2 separate regions of the Cricetulus griseus genome follow, and region 2 is linked to region 1. A link is a contact called in public Hi-C data. All regions are on one chromosome and are shown on one strand. The core of a region is the stretch at or near the end of the contact, and the rest is flanking DNA. Distances in the headings are between cores, read along the strand shown. Region 1 overlaps Macrod2 (ADP-ribose glycohydrolase MACROD2). Region 2 holds the start of Flrt3 (leucine-rich repeat transmembrane protein FLRT3).

Evidence for each region. Hi-C and Micro-C count contacts between places; a contact is called where the count stands out from the background.
Region 2: a Hi-C map of fibroblasts shows a contact between it and region 1, with 2.9 times the contacts expected there. The contact joins the promoter of Flrt3 here to the enhancer-like site in region 1. A contact is called at or near these places in 2 of 8 Hi-C or Micro-C datasets (the CHO-K1 cell line and fibroblasts).

Annotation. Positions count from the first base shown.
Region 1 is chr6:37,943,384-37,949,660 of CriGri-PICRH-1.0, reverse strand. The region is part of intron 4 of Macrod2 (ADP-ribose glycohydrolase MACROD2); the gene reads left to right. Among named protein-coding and RNA genes, the nearest start is that of Flrt3, 200 kb to the left of the region's middle. Within about 2 kb of position 3,515, at least 1 of the 6 cell types and tissues checked has open chromatin away from gene starts, as enhancers often do. A contact at or near this core is called in fibroblasts, where this site is marked.
Region 2 is chr6:38,148,634-38,154,910 of CriGri-PICRH-1.0, reverse strand. Flrt3 (leucine-rich repeat transmembrane protein FLRT3) reads right to left here and starts at 3,753. Exons shown (of 2, transcript XM_035446322.1): 1 at 3,512-3,753. All of the region lies in intron 3 of Macrod2 (ADP-ribose glycohydrolase MACROD2), which reads left to right.

The DNA.
Region 1 (6,277 bases), core at 2,266-4,765:
AGATTGACATGTAAAACAATCTTGTTTCTAATTTAAATTAAAAAATCTGAAGAAAAAATTCAGAATTTTGCCTTAGAATTTTAGTTTTGAAGGCTGGGATATTATTGAAACTATAATATCATGAAACTAGTATTAGAAGATACTACTTATCAAATTACTAAAACTATATATAATTAAGACCAGTAAAGGAGATCCCTGTATCACTATTTAAAGCATGGGATATTTTCTCTATATTGTAGAGATTAGGATCCACTGGGACTATTTAAATACATGTAAAAGCTGTCACAGATAGCACTATGAAGTAAATATTATCACATTTCTTACACTGATGGCACTAATTGTTAAAGGCAGTTGTTTTAGCAAGTGTATCCTAACTATATCAAGAAGCACGTTGCCAATTAATGGGTATCTTAGCTGGATAGAAGGAAGAATTAGGAGATGGATAAGAGGCTAATTATATTTCAAACCTCCTTTCAATATTAGCTATAAGATGGGTGATATAGTCCTACTCTGCATAAATACTATCTCAACTTGTTCAAGGAAAGAGAAGCTACTGTATTAGGCATTTGGGGAGCATGTTTAAGACCATAAGCTGAAAAAGAGGTTACACCTTGCCATCTTCCTTTCCTGCCCTTTCTTCTGTCCTACAGGGAGTGAATGATGCCACAATGCAAGTTAACATGAACTAACTAGAGATCACTTCAGTTGGACAACTCTGGGCAACAGAGTAAATTTGTGACTTAGATTTCTTCTAACTGAGGGATGAGGGAGTTGGAGGACATGAATTTTCCATCCATTATGGCATTTCATGTTCATAGGCAAAGTTGACAGTAGAGGCCAGAGAAAACCCTGAAGCAATGAGATGCAGGGACTGGATGCTGGACTAGTGACTATTCATACTGTGGAAGACCTGGCCACGATTGTCCTAATTCCATCTCTTCTTAGTCTGTGCTAGAGAGGAAATCACACTCTTGCTTTCTCCTTGTGGTCATTCAGAGAAAGAACTACAACTGTATTTTGAGGTAGTGGGAAAGATACCTTAACATAGTTTTCCATGCACTCATTGATACCTTTTGAATGTTTGTAATCTATTGTCATCACAAAATTGTTAAGTAGCATCTATTTTTAATAAATATTCTCTATATATTTCTTTTAAAATTAAAATCATCATGATGTTTTGTAAATTTCACATCATTTATACATAAATGATATTTTTACACATAGAACTTTCATTATTTTAGAATTGATTAACATAATTTTTTGGTAATTTTGCATATGATTTCTTTTAGCTGGGAGTCATTATGCAAGGATTATTATTATTTTATTTTACTGATTTAAAAATATTTTCAAGGAGTTTTTTGCTTTAAAGGTCAAAGAGAGATGATTTAATCAATGAGGCCATGCTGAGGAAGCAAACAGAGGGGCTCATGGGCCCAGGTCTGTCTTTGTGATACGAAGTGAGTTAAATGAAATAGAAAGAAATGAAAGCAGAGGAAAGAGATTCACATGATTTGACAGTTTGGGTGAGGACATTGCCTGGTTGTTGTTTCATTTCTCATTCTACAAGATGGTCCAAGAAGTTCCTATTGCTCAAGGCAGCAGACTGGTTCTCAGGCCATAATTGCTCCAGCTCTAGGGTACAACCTTGCCCTCCTGGATATATACTCTCTCCTGGAGGGTGGTCCTGTCTGCTGTTTGGAGTCCATGATGGTAGACTGAAGACATGGCAGCAGGAACTGCTGAGAGCAGGAGGCAGAGAGAGCTCAAGGCAGTTTTGGATTAAATGCTAACCTTCTCCACAGCCCTTGATAAATGAAGTAAGATCTTGTTGTTCATTTACTCAACACTTACAAATTTGTCTTGTGTCAGTCACTGCGCTGGAAGGTAGGGATACAAAAAGAAAATAATGTCTTAGAACATTCAAATCTTAAAATCATTTAGATGCAACTGTGTGACATTTTTTTTACTTTATTATCTTAGTGGTGCAGACATCTGACAAACTCATAGTCTTTTCCCCTTCAGTTGCTCCACCACCACTGCCTGGTGGTATGGATTTGGTTCTTTAATGAAGTACAGAGTTGTATAGTATAAACTAAGTTAGTATTTGAGTGAGTAATTCCACTAGTAATTTTCTAATATTTATTTAAACAATGATACTGAATTATTATAGTTATAGGAGTAAGTCTTGCTTCCACTGCAATTCAGGAATGTGAAATAAGTCGCCTTCTCATGTAACTGCAGTAATGAAAGTCTCAATGGGAAAAAGTTCTATATACAGAATTTCTTAAACCATAAGTTGTCAACAGAACAGAGAGACATTAAACTGCCAGTGCTTTTGTGCTTATAAGTATGTCAGATAACCCAGGGCATGGATTGATTACAGGTAATCATTTTTGGCATCATTATTATCATCTATTGCAAAAATAGCTTACATGGAAGAGGAGCACCCCTGTGAAAATTATGTAGTGAGTTGCCATTGAGATGCGTCACGAGCTTAAAATATTTTGTAAAAGAATATGTGATAATAAAATTGTAAATTTATTCAGACTATAAAATATTAAAAAGGCAGTTGGACATTCTGTCATTTAAATTTTAATTATCTTCTATTTTGAATGAAGTTTTTCCTGAGCTGTTGCCCAATTTCTGTTATAAAGTTGGCTGTAATTTTCACAACATTCTTTTGATAACTATATATGCATTTGGTAGATCTGGAGTTGAAGGTATGGTAAAAGTGCACTTCCCATTTTTTCTGTATGAACCATTGAATTTATTTTCAGAATAACACTGGATGGATATTTCATCTAATCAAAATGAACTTCTCCAATCCTTTTCACTAATAAACGCATATGGTTTTCATCTTATCTTTTAAAATGAATAATGGATTTTTCAGGGATATCAGACAATATGACTGACACCAGAACACAATAGGACAACCTGTGATTTATTTTTCTTTCTAGGTTATTTTCTCCAAAACTAGTTCATTTTTCATTCATTTACATTTCAGCGCACCTTTGGGTCTTCCTATTATTCTGTCTAACCTTTTTTTTTTTTAAAAATATTTTTCATAGAATGAAGTATAAAATATTCATAACCTCTGAGTGAAAGTGGAGCTGAGTAAGGTTTAAAAAAAAGACATTTCCTCCTTAGGAATGTGGTAACAAACTCTATTTAGTAGATTAGATAGATTCAGCCCCAGGACTGTGGAGTGTGTATACGAAAGATGCCTTTGGTGTAGCCTTAGGATTCCAGATCTTACTGTGTATCCTCATCAATAGAGTGGCTTACAGAGCTGCTACACCAGAGTTGGGGTCCGAGGCATGGGTAGTGTTTATCTTTGCTAGTACTATGAGGTCATGATCCAGCCTAATAAAGTAAGTCATTGGGACATTTCCTCTGAGTTTGGTTTCCCACCCATAATAGAAGACAACTGATTATCCAATGTTGAAATCCCTGGCCCTTGCTGGCAGTATGAGTCAGCTGTCTGTGTAACTCTACCCTTAAATGTGTCATATCCTAGGTCTTACCCAGCACTTCTGCTCTTTCTTTTTTCCTCCCCTTTCCCCTTACTATCTGCTAGCTATGCTTTTGGTATTCCAACTTTCCCACATCATTCTGCTTTACCGGTTTTTTCCTTCACCTCTCTTGCTTCACAGCTTGCCCCATGACTCATTCACTATTTTGTAGCTCACACTTGTTCTTAGACCTTTTATTTGATTGTCCTTAAATGAAGTCAGTACTGGCTGCTGGCACACCCCTTGACTTGCAAGGGTGTGGCCAGGTTCCTGAGAAATGCTTGTCAAACATGCAGTGTAGTGTTGCTGTATTACCCCCTAGCTGGGATTCTGAGGTCCAGACCACTAAATAGTTTTCCAAGGCTGTGGAACTCATCTCTACTGTGCCAGGACTACAAATGACTTAATACTTGTTGCATTGGACACTCTATAAAATAGATTTATATTTGTGTGTTCCTCTATGGCCCAATAAGCCCAAGGAGGGGAACTTATTCCAGTAGCTCTGTTATAAAGTCTATTGAACTCCAAACAGACCAAAGTTAGTAGAAAGCACTGGCTAAAGGGAGGGTGAGGCACATAATTGTTGTTGGGATTCCACTACCCTTTGTAAGAGATAAAATGTGAGGTAGTCTTTACTTTCTGAATATGTAGCTTTAAAATTTCTTTTAGACTCAGGCAATTTTCAGAGGAAGATGTACAAGATTAAAACAGAAATTCTTAAGATTTGTCCCACAATTTACTTTTTGGAAAAATAAAATGATTTACTTGAAATCTGATAATGGTTAGAATTTTTGGATTTATTCAAATTAATACGGCATGTCAGTATTTTGAGACCACGGTTTACTTATTAAGTTCTCCTTGATGCTTTTAGGAGAGACACTTCCCTAGAAAATGTGAGTTGGTATGGTGCCTTTGAAGTTAGCACTGGGAGAACCCTAATACAAACCAACCCTGGTGCCCTGAGGTTCTGAGCCCCAGCTACACTGTTTTGTCAGTGTAATGAGTAGTTATTTACCATTTCTGAGATTCTTCGAGAAACACCCTTCATATTTTCATTCAGTTCTTCAGGAGAATCAGCAACCTTTATGTCACAGACAACAAAACAAGTTCTAGGGTACTTGATGACTTATCTGAAGTGCAACTGAAATTCCAAATTAGAGTCTACATACCAGGGAACCACATTTCTGATGTTTCCACAAAGGCACTTCCAGGAACATCCGAGATGGCGTCTTATTGTTGTTGTTGTCAGAGAGATGACTTGCAAATGCATAGATCTTTTCTCTTACATACAGAACTGCAGATGCATTGTTCTCTGGCTTCCTCCATGATGCAAAGGTCCAATAAAATCTCCCTACTCCACCTCCCTTTATTAGGGCATTTTCTCCTCCATGATTATCCAGTGTGAGTATGCAATGAGTTGGGGCTGTGGGTGGAAGTTGCAGCAATTAGTTTTGCCTCAGGTAGAATGCTGACATCAGTGGTAATGAGATTAAAATCTTCTACTCAGCTGTTGTTTGAATATTCTGTTGTGTTCTCATCCAACTCTTTTAACTAATTGGAGTGACTTAACCATGTAATTATTTTCAAATGTTTACAATTATTTTAGATAAATATAAATGGTTGTTTGCCTGCATATGAAAAACAAAAGGAGTAATTTTGTGCCATCGTCAAAATAGTTGAACCTTTCTAAATTATTACTGGGTGGAAACAAAATATATTAGTGGAATTCAAGGGGAACAAATGGTCATTTTCAATGCTAACATAACATATTATTTTCAATTCTACCAGAATGGAGTGGTAACATTTCTCCCCAGTCTTTCTCCTTATAAATAAAAATCTCCAAATAACACAACAAACTGAAGAAGTCTCTGAAAAATGGAAGGAGGAGGAGGGCTGCTTAGGGTTCTTGACAGATGCAGGGTGACTCCGGTGAGTTTTCTCATGATTCTTCATGTATTCTGGGTAGGCTGCTGTGGCAGTATCTCACCTAAAGCTGCCAATAAGCATACAAGAACAAATGCTTTGAGATTCTTGTAGCCAGGTTCATGAAGAAAGGAGGTCCAACAACAGTACATGTTTCACAGTTTCTTCTAAACATTACTGGACAATTCCACATTACTGACCCCAGGCTGTCAATGGCACTAGCAGGAGCATATCACTTGACCCTGGAAGATGATATTATTTGACAGTAAAAAATTTAACTCATATGTTGTATTAATATAGCTACAATAAAAAACACTATACAAAACAGTGGGCTTTACAATGCTACAAGTTAGGGCATAAACTAAAAAATTCTTTAAATAACCAAATAAAGAGAAATAGAAGCCATAAAAAGAGAGAAGGTTATAAAATGATAGACTTTGGCTATTGTATATCAGCAAATTACTGGAAATGAAATGGGCTCAGAATATTCTGTAATAATCCATTTAAAAATTGGATTCCAATGTTTTCCAGCTTCAAAACTCTACATAAATGTTCACTGAAGAGGTATCATATACAGAACTGAAAGTAGGTATATGTGTTTCAAATCCCATCATAAAGAAAATAAAGATAAGTAGCAGAGTGGGGAAAATGTTTGAAAATCACATATCTGATAAGGGAGTACAGTAATAATGTGTCTTTTTTTGGGTCACAACTAAAAGACAATAACTCATTTGTTGAAGTATGCCAAAGATCTGAATCACAATTTCTCCAAACAAGTTATTCAGATGGCTAAGATCAGGACACTATTAGATGCTGAGCATAATTCATCTGACGAGTGTAAA
Region 2 (6,277 bases), core at 2,504-5,003, 210 kb before region 1:
TGAATAGGAAGGAAACTAACAACACATAAAGCGGATCAATCCATACTCCAGTGGCACACTTTAAAAAGTGGTGCTTAACCAAATGTGGTCTGCGGGTGTTCTCTTCAAAGTTGCCACGGCAACTTGTGCATGTGAAGCGAAAGAACAAAAGCTGTCATTGTCTCATCAAGGGAAAGCAATTTCTTACTCCCCTCCTTTGAGTAGACTAATACCTGGGAAGAGCTGTTCATACATTCCTGACACTTAATTTTGGGGTGGCAGAGAGATTATGCTTATGCAAAGCAAAAGGCACGTTAACGAATTGATTAAATTACATTTTGTGCCTTTCTCCTTAACATCTATTCTGTGGATTCTTGTTAATGGATAAAACTTAACTCCTGAAAGGTCCCTCTTCTGCAATATAAGGTGGCTTTCAAAACTCTGTATCATTCTAATGTTTAGACAAATTTAGTGTTGATCTGCATTTCGAAAGTGCTTTGTGAAAGGAATATCCCTGTTTTGTTTTGTTTTTTAAAGGAAGGATCCTTTCCCAGAAAACAGTTTACTAACCAACCACCTCTTGGTTGGAAATGGGTTTGTGACTTTTGGAAAACCTGTAACGGTGGCATGTTAGAAGAAGCCAAGAAACATCCCCTTTTCTGCTCTGAAGAGAGAATGCCGTTCTGAGCGCGGATATTGCTGAGAGATTTACTGTTGAGTTTTGCCCGCTGGGGGGTGGTACACTCTACCAGAACACTGCTTGCAGAAGCCGCAAGTCAGATGTTGGCTGCTGCTGGCCAGTCTTTCCCTGGTTTAATTACTACAAAGCCTCCCGTTGAGAAGAACTGTGAAGGCCTCTGGGGCAAAAGGTGGGGGTGGGAGGGATGGGGAAGGAGGGGCGAAGGGGGAGGAATCAAGGCTTTTGAAAATTCACCGAATCCGATTTCCCTCCTTGACTTATTTATGGTGATCTTCATTTGACACAAAACAACTATTTATAATGCCTTTTACTGAATTGGTATGAATAAGAGAATGTAGAAAGGGTTTATTCAGAATTTTTAAGTTAGCTTTAGATTTTGCCATTAATCATGTTCTTTGTTATGTAGCCCACCCACCTTTAAAAGGGAAGAGGGTTGAGACCAACTGAAATGGCAACTCTAAACTAAATATTTTAGATGACCAGATTTATTTTAATATCCATATGGACATCGATCTATCATAACTAACATGCAAGAAACATTCATATATTATTAAAATAGGCATACCTTTAGCCACTAACATTTGTTGGGTTTAAAACTGTTCAAAATAATCAAGATAGAGGAAAAAGCCTTGGGATGTGTGGCCAAGAAAAGCACAGGGGGAAATCTGCATTGCTTGCACTTGCATGTTTAAAGCTGATAATTGTATTTTTCATCTGGAGAGACTGACTGTTCATTAGGGTCTTGTGTCCCTAGGCAGGAGACGCTGAGTATAATTGGAGTTTCTATTTGATTGGGCAATATAGCCAGAGAAGAAACTGGGGTAAAGATAATTAATAGCTCTCTAACAAAGTCTGACAGCCACAAGATTTCAACCAAATTTATTTCACACCGCTTCATTTAGCTCTGAAAAGTTTTGATAGAATCGGAGACTCCTTAATTAACACTTGAAAGCAAAAGAAACATAGCTTCTATTAGCTGCCACATTTAGTTATGACAAATTTTCTATTTGTTATCTTTTTTTAATTTTTGGAAAAAAAACTTTGTTTACTTCCCAATTATTTATCTCATAAACATTAGATTCAGGAATTGTTTAATTGGACATTTGAACCAATTCAGAATCAATTTTTTAAAAGGGTGTGCAGAGAAACAAAAAGCCCAATTAATAACAAATCAATGCTACTATTGGAATACCCTATTAATGAATTCATTATGTTTATTCATTTGGTAATATCTTTTCTGACCTTTGGGAATTTTCTATTAAAAGAATAAACTGATTTTTTTTAGCTAAATATATGTAATGAAATTTTAAAACCTTTTCTTCATTTTAGGCTAATAAATATACAGATTTACACATATCCATATACACATATATTTGAAGCTAAGTCATATAACTAATCTTTGCATAGTCATAACACAATAAGATCGTTAATATTTGTAGTGATAATATTTTGTGATACTTTTAAAGGATTGATTTCTTTACTCATTTCCAAAGAAATGGATGTCAGTCACCTGTCACTCTGAGTCAAGCTTAAGTGATTCTAGCCTGAGAGTGGGCAGGTTCCTCCTTGTCTGTTTATGCTGGTCAGGATATTCTTATGCAGTTAAGGATGAATGAAGGAATCGCTACAGCTGAAGCACTTTTCATGGCTTTAATCATGGTATTTCATCCTGATCACATAACCAATGTGTGCATTTTGAAGCATAGATTGACTGAGAACAATTAAAATAACTATTAAAAACCATTTAGTTATGTAATTGAAAAACACCAACATTTTTTAATTTCCTTTTAAGTCTAAACAAATAAGCCCCCTCCCAATGTTGAGAAAAGACGGGCCTGTTGCACTCTTTACCTTCATGCAACCATTTTGTTTCAGACATAATTTACTGAAAAACAGTTATTTTTTTTTAAGATACATTTAAATACCTTCTGGAAGCTTTGTAGTCTCCATGCATTTGTTCCAATATAAGATTTTTCCACTGCGAGTTGCAAGTGAATGGCCACTCAGCCTTTGCCATTTGACGATGACCCCAGCCAGGCTTTCCTCCCCTGCTACCCTCACTGCATACATCAAGCACCGGCTTCCAGGGTGATCTTTGTTAGTTTTTCTGAGTGGACTTACCCAGTTACTATGCTAGTCACATTCTACACTTGCCCAAGCGATGGGTTTTGGCGTTCTCCTGGCCCGAGACTCTGAGTTGAATTTACCAGTTGAGATTCCCGAGCTTCAAATGCCTGAAGGAGCTGTGGCAGGATAAGCAGTGCAAGCTTTCAGATCTAGGTGTAGCTGTTAATCCTCCACAGAGGGGTCTTGTTCTCCCAGGGCAGCTCGCTGGCTGTGAGCGAGATATATGCTTTTCATGGACTGCGTACTCATGGGCTGAGGGATTATTGATTTTCTTTCACAGTTATGAAAACAGCGATAGGTGATCATACCACACATACAGTACACACCAAGTTAGCGACCTTTCGCTTTTGTAGCCGAGAAAAAAAAAAATCTGCCTCTTATTCTATCTCAAACACTCAACTTTCCAACTTGCAGTTTCCCGTAAAGCTTCATGTCAATAGCAATTGCTTGAAAACAGAGGGGAGCTATCATCATCATCATCATCATCATCATTAATGCTATAAGGCTGTAAGAAACTTCTCACATTTGGCTATTTAGGCAGACTTTCCCTAGCTGCCTTGCACGCACATCTTTGCTTGTCCTGCTGACGGAGCAAACGCGGCTACTTGGATTCCTCATGGAACCCAGCAAGTCCTTTCTTTCTAGAGAGTAACAGCGAGCGAAGTTTCTGGGACAATGGTAAGAAAAAGCATGAAAAACACTTACCAGGAAGACGAGAAAAAAAAGCAATCCTTTATACCCTGCTGCTACAGCTGTAATTCCATTGCCTGTGAGTTGAAGTAAAAACCCTCCCCCGTCTGCGGAGCGCGGCATCCAGGGCACACAAAGCCACAGCAGCTGCAGCCTGAGCCCGTCCTGCTTCAGATCACTCCTGTGCTGAGGACTGCGCGCGAGAGCATCCAGTTGACTGCGCGCAGCCCACCTCCAAGTCTGAAGTTTAAAGCTTCACCTCGCAGTGGTTGAGGAAGGGGGTGATGTCATAGGTGGGCAGGACTTAGCCTAGCTCTTGTTCAGTGAGGTAACTGGATAATCAGACAGATGAGCTTTGCCAACGCTAGAGGGGGTGAGAGAAGCCGAAATGAGCCGTTCAGCTTGCCAAAGCCAAGATGCCATTTGGTTTGTAGGCAGCGCCTCAGACTCTCAGCGTTCCCTAAAGTTTACTACTACGAGGTGGTGGTAGCACACTCAGAAAAATACACAAGCATGCGAGAAGGATTATTTGTAAGATCACAACAGAGGAACAGGTGTCTGGTGTCCAAGCCATCTGCATTGAAAATACGTTAACGAAAGTCAGATTGTTTTCATTATATTACAATCATGTTCTAACTGTGGAGAATGGACGATGGCAATCCCAACCAAAATTTATTTGGTAAATGAATCGAAAGCAGGTTCACATATGATTTACTTAGGAGAAAGGACATGGGAATAGGAGAAAGATAAAAATATTGAAGAAAGCAGTCTTATTGGGAAGGAGGAAGGCTTTTCTTTTCATGTGCACTTTTACATAATGAAGCAGGTTTCATGTACTACTACAGAGACCACTTACAAGTGTGCCTAACTGCATACCCCTACTTTAGAACCAAGTCGATAATATAACTTACATTTAAGAGATTCCCCCAAAATAAAAAGGTAGAATCTTTTTCTTATTTTTTTTTTCTTGCTGCCATGAGCATGGGTTCAGACAGACATCATCATCCTAGAATATCTGTTAGAGATGGTTCTGCTGGGATTAAATTATTTTAATCTGGATACATGAATAAATATTGACAGTTGCAAGACACTGCGATTTCTCTGCCTCATTAACAGGATATTAAGACTGTGATTTCCAGGTGTAACTTTTTCATCAGTTTCCTACTGTTGAGTTAGGAATTACTTTGGACTTGTGAGCTTCCCCTTAAGGAAGTGAATTTAAGTGAAGGATCTTGTTTCTGCATTTACCCTAATGGCCATTTCCTTTAATGTCTTTATTTGCTTGATTCTGACTGTGTTCTTTCTAGGAAATTTTTTGTTTATCTTTGAAGGCTAGTTGTCTGTCTCAGGAGTATGTGGTTATTTTCTCTTCATTAGCTGCCTTTAGTTTATCCGTGTGTTTGGCATCTGTTTGACCTTTTGAATTTTCCTCCAAGAATGGAGGCTATCAGAGTGGAAGGTGAAGTGAACCCCTGATAAGAGATGTTCTGACACCTATTGTTCTATGATCACTCTTTTGCTGACTTCTGGGGACTGACCCATTGAATGAAAGTAAGACTTTTAGCATTTTAACATCTATTGAAAAGCCAGTTTCTTAGAAGTCTTAAGTAGTGCAGGTTAAACTCCAAGGTGGCTGCTGCATTTTTTGGAGGAAAGAAAGTTGAACCAACTGATAATCTCTTAGGAATAGGTGGGTTGTTTTCAGTTACTGCAAATCAACACCTGGATTAAATTATTTCTTGAAATAGTTCTTTCTAGAAGCCATTTTCAAATGAGAGTTGATTCTATTTAAAAAGGAAATTTTTGCCTGACCAAATTCCTGTGGGCTTATATCCATATTTAATCAGTTCTGTCTCCATTCAGCTGCCTCAAAGCCTTCAACAAAAATGAAAGATAAATGGGCAATTTGGGTTATAGGTATCTAAAGGAAAGCAGGCTGGTCTGGGAGCTGGGTGCTTTGGGGCTTGCATTCCCTAGGCTGCAATTTGTCATGTGACCTCATATTACCTGCTTTGTGCTTTGGTTTCATCTCTTGGGAAATAACGGCAGCAAGAATTTATTGAATACCAATTATGTTTTCTGCATCCTGCCCCCCACAAGCTGTGAATTAAAATGTAGCAGCATGCAAGAGATTGCCAAAAATGTAATCTATCCTGCCTTCATTGTCATCTTCCCTTTCACAAACAAATATACTCTTTTTCAAATTTAAATTACATTTATTTGTTTGTATGTGGGGGTTAGGAGAATACACACACATCATGATCTAAGTGTGGAGGTCAGAAGGTAACTTACAGGAATCAGTTTTCTCCATCCACCATGTGAGTGCCAGAGTCCAAACTCCAGTCTTCAAGCTTAGCACTCTCACAGGCCCCAGATGTATATACTCTGGGGCGAGTGCAGAGTAGGGTGGGGGTCCAATTCCTTCTATTATCAGACACCTGAAATTCTGCTAGTGTCAAGTGGACTTACTTTAATGTGTGCCCCCTTGACTACTTTCTGTAACATCTCTAGCAAGGTTAAAATGCCAAGCGTTACTTCAGATTGCTTTCCTGCTATATACTCCAAAGGAGACTAACTAGAAAGGGATAGTTGCTCCAGTTGGAGGAGGAGGAGACTAAGCAGCTTTTGTGATGTGAAGGGTGGGACTGGAGTCTCACAGGAAGAAGGACTCAAAGTATGTGTGTGGTACGGAGGGCCACTGAGTCTAAGTATATGGGCTTCAGAGTCTTCCCTTGATCTGAGCTCTCTCTTGGGCTTTGCCACATGACTATTGACAAATCA